Regions from separate parts of the Sus scrofa genome. Here region 2 is linked to region 1. Evidence: chromatin contacts called from public Hi-C data. All regions are on one chromosome and are shown on one strand. Each heading gives the region's core, a stretch centred on a gene start, on an enhancer-like site or on the middle of the called end of the contact. The rest is flanking DNA. Distances are from core to core; before and after follow the strand shown. Region 1 holds the start of EIF3G (eukaryotic translation initiation factor 3 subunit G). Region 2 holds the start of MRPL4 (39S ribosomal protein L4, mitochondrial).

The links. Hi-C and Micro-C count contacts between places; a contact is called where the count stands out from the background.
Region 2: a contact with region 1 is called in a Hi-C map of fetal skeletal muscle, with 2.9 times the contacts expected there. The contact joins the promoter of MRPL4 here to the promoter of EIF3G in region 1. A contact is called at or near these places in 2 of 5 promoter capture datasets (fetal skeletal muscle and liver), 21 of 47 Hi-C or Micro-C datasets (alveolar macrophages, blood, embryonic fibroblasts and 14 more) and 2 of 2 datasets of contacts at active chromatin or transcription factors (alveolar macrophages and skeletal muscle).

Annotation. Positions count from the first base shown.
Region 1 is chr2:68,969,060-68,972,456 of Sscrofa11.1, forward strand. EIF3G (eukaryotic translation initiation factor 3 subunit G) reads right to left here and starts at 1,589. Exons shown (of 11, transcript XM_021083783.1): 1 at 1,477-1,589; 2 at 1,290-1,336; 3 at 663-746; 4 at 466-554; 5 at 246-305. The coding sequence starts at 1,496.
Region 2 is chr2:69,061,996-69,065,392 of Sscrofa11.1, forward strand. MRPL4 (39S ribosomal protein L4, mitochondrial) reads left to right here and starts at 1,684. Exons shown (of 11, transcript XM_005654855.3): 1 at 1,684-1,781.

The DNA.
Region 1 (3,397 bases), core at 339-2,838:
TGCGCAGTGGGTTAAGGACACGGCATCGCCCTGAGCTGTGGGTTAGGTCACAGGTGTGGCTACGATCACGAGTCGCTGTAGCTGTGGTGTAAGCTGGCAGCTGCAGCTCTGATTCAACCCGTAAACCGGGAACTTCCATATGCCCCGGGCATAGCCAAATAAATACAGGCACTGGGGAAAAGGATTCTTATTTTCTCTGAGTCAGCCCTGGGGGAGGCCCCAAGACAGGATGAGGAGGGTCTTACCTTCCTCCTTGCCACAGCCTTTGAGGCCTTCCGAGTCTCAATTCTGAAGGTGCGGACAATCTGTGGGTAGGAGAGGGGAGAAATTTGAGCTTCCTGCTCCTTAAGGTTCCGAGGGCCTGGGCCAGGGTATCTTCCTCATCAACCCACCCAGCACACACCACTTTCTCCTAGTCCAAGAGCCCCCAAGCAAAGGGCATCTACCTCCTCCCCCAACCTTCACCTTGAATTTCTTGCCGTCCTCATCTATCTTGTACTCGGTCACTGTCTTGATGTTTCCATTGATGACCTCCTTGGGAGGTGGCAGTGGAGCTGGGAGAGGGGGAGAGACAGAGGAACTGAGCCCTGGGTACTGGGGACCAGGCAGGAACTCTGCAGGGGAAGAGGCAACCCAGGGATGGCGGGGAGGTTGTCACTCACCTCCCGGTAGTAGTTCAGGCTCCGGGCTGGTATCCCCGGTGGCCAGAGGGATTCCCTTGAGGAGCTCGCTGGTGACACATTTGTCTGTGAGAGGGAGTGTGGGGAGCTGGGGTCAGCTGGGGGGTGGGGGAGCTCCCAAGCTGAAATGGAGGGACCTTTGGGATGATGCCCCTCCCGGGAGCTAAGAAAGGTGGGACCAAGGGTAGGGGACTAGCCAGGAAGTGTCCTGGGAGAGTCGTGCAGGGACATGGAGCTGACTGTAGTGACTTCCAGCAATGCCCGGCATAGAGGATCCCAGGCATGAAGGCAGGGGCGGGCCAAAGGCATCCCCGTGCTAGTACAAAGACAGGAGAGAGGCTGTGACAACTTCCTCCCCGGAGCAGGGGAGCAGCTAGGCTGGTACCAAGGACTTTGACGGTGGCATGGGAGGAAGAGGGACTGGCCGGTGAACAACTGTAATGGGAGATACAGGCTGGCCTGATGAGGATGGCGCGGGGCAGGGGCTGGCCGTGAAGGGAGATTCTGGGTCAGACAACGGCGCCAGGGTCGGGGTGGTGGGGTTGGAGCAGGCGGCAGTGACGGGCTGGGGGCTGGCTGCGGTGATCCTGGGCAACAGGGCAAACTCACCGTCCTCTCCCTCCTCCTCCACCTGGTCGGCCCAACTGGGCTTCGAACTGCGGGGACAAGTTTGCCGCGGGGGAAGGCTGGGTGAGACGAGGCCCGGATCCCACGGCCTCGGGGCACCCGAGCCCCATAATACGCCCTAGGACCCCCAATCTGCCTCCCAAGCCCCCCTCCACGACCTCATACTCACTCAAAGTCTCCGGTAGGCATAGCTAAAACCTTCCCCACGCAGCCCAAGCCTGGGCCAAAGACCGGAAGGTGGGGAGAACGAGACTTCCGGTTCTGCCGCCTAGAGCAGCCCGGCCGCTGCGCCCACAGTGCCGCCCTGTGGACAGAGGTAGAGGCGCTGGCTTATTAGAGGCTGGGCTCTGGTACTAGGTAGTTGAGTAGAGGCGCAGTTCTAACCATTTTTTTTTGGCCCCGCGGGTGGCGTATGGAAGTTTCCCCGGTCAGGTATCAAATCCCAGCCGCTGCTGTGACCAATGTCACAGCTGTAGCAAGTCCAGGTCCTTAACCAGCAACACCACAGCAAGAACTCATTTATCTTCTTTTTTTAATTAATGATTTTTATTTTTTCCATTATAGCTGGTTTATAGTGTTATGTCAATTTTCTACTGTACAACGAGGTGACCCAGTCACACATACATGTATACATTCTTTTTTCTCACATTATCATGCTCCATCATAAGTGACTAGATATAGTTCCCAGTGCTGTACAGCAGAATCTCATTGCTTATCCATTCCAAAGGCAATAGATTGCATCTATTAACTCCAAGTTCCCAGTACATTCCACTCCCTCCCCCTCCCCCTTGGTAACCCCAGTCTGTTCTCCATGTCCATGATTTTCTTTTCTGTGGAAACTTTCATTTGTGCCATATATTAGATTCCAGATACAAGGGATATTGTAGAGTATGTGTCTTTCTCTTTCTGACTTATTTCACTTGGTATGAGAGTCTCTAGTTCCATCCATGTTGCTGCAAATGGCATTATTTTGTTCTTTTTTATGGCCGAGTAGTATTCCATTGTGTATATATACCACATCTTCTTAATCCATATCTGTCGATGGACATCTAGGTTGTTTCCAAGTCTTGGCTATTGCAAATAGTGCTGCAATGAACATATGGGCGCATGTATCTTTTTCAAGGACAGTTTTCTCTGGATATGTGCCCAAGAGTTGGATTGCTGGGTCATATGGTAGTTCTATATATAGTTTTCTAATTCATTTACCTTTTAAAAAATTTAAAGTTATTAATAACAGGAGTTCCCATCATGGCTCAGTGGAAATGAATCTGACTAGAATCCATGAGGATGCAGGTTTGATCCCTGGCCTTGATCAGTGGGTTAAGGATGCAGCGTTGCTCTGAGCTGTGGTGTAGGTCACAGACGAGGCTCAGATCCTGTGTTACTGTGGCTGTGGCGTAGGCCAGCAGCTACAGCCATGATTCAGTCCCTAGCCTGGGAAACTCCATTTGCCACGGGTGTGGGTTAGGCCCTAAAATCTCCGTATGTTGCATGGTGGTGGATGCGACCCTAAAAAGACAAAAAAAAGTTATTAATAGCAATAAAGCTCAGTTATTGAATTCTGCGAGAACTGTGGAGAGAAAATTATTTCCATTTTACAGCTGAAGAAACCAAAGCTAGTCTTCCTTGTTTGGGAAGAGCTTTCCTACACTTGATCTTAGCCAAAAGGCCGAGAAGCGATGGAAGAGCTTTCCTGATTCAAAATGATCAAGCAGTCAAGTGGCCCCTTCAACCATTCTCCCTCCTTTCCTTTTTTTCCTTTTAGAGCTGCACCTGCAGCATATGGAGGTTCCTAGGCTAGGGGGTCTCATCGGAGCTACAGCTGCTGGCCTACACCACAGCCACAGCAACGCCATATCTGAGCTTCATCTGCGACCTACACCACAGCTCACAGCAACACTGAATCCTTAACCCAGTGAGTTAGGCCAGGGATTGAACCCACATCCTCATGGATATTAGTTGGGTTCCTTATGGCTGAGCCACTATGGGAACTCCATCTTTTTTTGTTTGTTTCTTTTTTTGGCAGTTCTCAGGCCAGGGATGGAACCTGTGCCACAGCAGTGACCAGAGTTACAGCAGTGACAACACCA
Region 2 (3,397 bases), core at 434-2,933, 93 kb after region 1:
TGTGGCGTAGGCTGGCAGCCTATTAGACCCCTAGCCTAGGAACCTCCATATGCCATGGGTGCAGCCCTAAAAAGCAAAAAAAAGAACCAGCTAGTATCCATGAGGATGTGGATTCAATCCCTGGTTTCTCTCAGTGTCTCAGTGGGTAAAGTATTAGGCATTGTGGCAAGCTGTGTCATAGGTTGCAGATGTGGCTCGGATCTGGCGTTGCTGTGGCTTATATGTGGAACCTAAAAAAGATACAAAATGAACTTATCTATAAAACAGAAATAGATCCATAGACATAAAAAATAAACTTATGGTTATCAAAGGGGAAAGTAAGGAGAGGGATAAATTAGGAGTTTGGGATTAACAGATTAACTCCAATATTTGGTATTAATGTAGAAATGAATATTAAGAATCACTAAATTTCAGCTAAGACTTACTGTATAGCACAGGGAATTCCACTTGATATTCTATGGTAACCTATGCGGGAAAAGAATTTGAAAAAGAACGGATAGGAATTCCCATTGGGGCGAGTAGAAATGAATCCGACTAGGAACCATGAGGTTGTGGGTTCCATACCTGGCCTCACTCAGTGGGTTAAGGATCCAGCATTGCTGTGAGCTCTGGTGTAAGTCACAGATGCAGTTCAGATCTGATGTTGCTGTGGCTGTGGTGTAGGCCGGCAGCTGTAGCTCTGATTCAACCCCTAAGCTGGGAACTTCCATATGCCTAAGGTACGGCCCTAAAAAGCAAAAAAAAAAAAAAAAGAAATTTCAATTAAAAAAAAGAAAAAGAAGGAAAAGAGAAAGAATGGATATATGTATATGTATAACTGAGTCACTTTGCTGTACACCTGAAACTAACATTGTAAATCAACTATATTATAAAATAAAAATTAAATGAAAAATAATTATTATAGAATTCTCTGATGGCTCATTGTATTAAGGATACAGCACTGAATTTCCCTCATGGCACAATGCAATTGGTGGCGTTCCTGCAGCACCAGGATGCAGATTCGATTCCCAGCCCTGTCCTGTGGGTTAAATAAAGGATCCAGCATTGCTGCAGCTTCGGGGTAGGTCACAACTGTGGCTTGAATCTGATCCCTGGCCTAGGAACCCTCTGCCCCCCAAAAAAAAGAATTATTATATTAATGCTACATATATGCACGCAGCATACACATTCATATAATGCCATGTATAATGTTCTGTACTAGCTCTGGTGATGCCTCATTGGTTTCTGCCATCTAAAACTGATAGTCTGAAGGAGGAGACAGAAGAAATGAGACAGTTCTTCGGTGGGAAGATAAGAAAAGCCAAAGAGTGACTTCACTCCTTTTCCTGAGCCAGATTTCTGTCCACTCAGCTCCGGGCCAGATCCTGGGGTCCACTCAGACCTGAGCCAAACCTCACTGAATCCTCTGCCCAAATGAAGTGCGACTGTACAACCTTTAGAAGCCAGGTGTTCAACCCGCAGAGGACAAAACACTAAAAAAAACTGGGTCTTCTCCTCGCCGCGAGCTATCGGAGCGGAAATCTTAGCCCTCTGTGAGGACCTGAGGGAGGAAGTGGCCCCCCCATCTTGCCTTGGCTGGCTCAGCAGTTTGCCATCCCCTCAGGGACCTGGGGGTGGGGGTAATATTGAGGCTGCAGACATATCCGGCTGTCTGTCTGTTAGGGGGACCTCGGCTCCTAGACAAAGGTGATGTCCCGAGGGACACACAGATAACACCCACAAGCAACTTCCGCCTCTCCCCTCCACCTCCCACTTCTGGAGCAACGTGAGGTCTCCGCCAGGTCAGCAGAGGGTAACGGGCGGGAGATTTGGGAAACACTGGCCGAGACTCCCTGGGGGTCTGAGGGGCCAAGGGGAAAGCTGAGCCCTCCTAGGGGAGGGTCCCTGAGTGAGAGAACAGTGGAAGAGGAAGGAAACCGGGCCCTTTTCTTGGGGAGCTCCCAAGTAGGAGAAAAAGAAAAGGAAGAGGCTTGGACCAGCCTCCACTAATTACAGGGCCACTGACAGTAATGGCTAACGCGCAGCGACACAGACAGACCCGTGCCGGGTGCAGCTTCGTGAATCCTCACAGCCCTGGGAGGTGGGTATTATTAATCATCATCATCCCATTTTTTAAAATAGACTATTTTTTAGACCAGTTTTAGGTTCACCGCAAAATTGAGCAGAAAGTAGAGAGAAGTTCCTTATCCCCCCCCACCTCCTCACAGGCATAGCCTCCCCCACTGTCACTGTTAACATCCCCCACCAAAGTGGCATGTCTGTTACCACTAAGGAACTTACGCAGACACATCATTACCACCCCAAGTTCCTGGTTTACATTAGGGTTCACTCTCTATATTGTACATGCTGTGGGTTTGGACAAATGTATAAGGACGTGTACCCACCATTATGGTGTCCTGCAGAATAGCTGCACTGCTCTAAAAAGGCTTCAGAGGAGTTCCCTTTGTGGCTCGGCAGTTAATGAATCCAACTAGGATTCATGAGGATACAGGTTCTATCCCTGGCCTCGCTCACTGGGTTAAGGATCTGGTGTTGCCGTGAGCTGTGCTGTAATTGGCAGACTCGGCTCGAATCCCATGTGGCTGTGGCTGTGGTGCAGGACAGCAGCTGTAGCTTGGAATTGACCCCTAGCCTGGGAACCTCCACATGCCACAGGTACAGCTCTAAAAAGCAAAAAAGCAAAAACAAACAAACAGAAAAGCCTTTGTAGAGTTCCATGGTGGTCTAGTGGTTAAGGATTCAATGTGGTCACTGCCGTGGCTTGGGTTTGATTCCTGGCCTGGCAACTTAAAAAAATGAGAAGCTCTATTCATCTCCCCACCCCACCCCCCGCCCCCTTAATCACTGGCCACCACTGATCTATTTACTGTTCCCAAAGTTTTGCCTTTTCTTCATCACCCCATTTGATCTTTTTTCTTCTGTCTTTTGTCTTTTGAGGGCCGCACCTGCGGCATATGGAAGTTCCCAGGCTAGGGGTCTAATCGGAGCTGTAGCTGCCGGCCTATGCCACAGCCACAGCAACACCAGATCTGAGCCATGTCTGTGACCTACACCACAGCTCACGGCAATGCCAGATCCTTAACCCACTAAGCAAGGCCAGGGATCAAACCCGCAATCTCATGGTTACTAGTTGGGTTCATTAACCACTGAGCCACAACAGGAACTCCCTATCCCATTTGATTTTTATATTTATTTTTTGTCTTTTTAGGGTCCTGCTCTCAAAATATGGAAGTTCCAGGCTAGGGGTCAAATCAGAGCTATAGCCACCAGCCTATACCACAGCCACAGCAATGCTGGATCAGAGCTGCATCTTCAACCTACACACACAGCTTGCAGCAATGCTGGATCCTTAACACACTGGGTGAGGCCAGGGATTAAACCTGCGTCCTTTTAGATA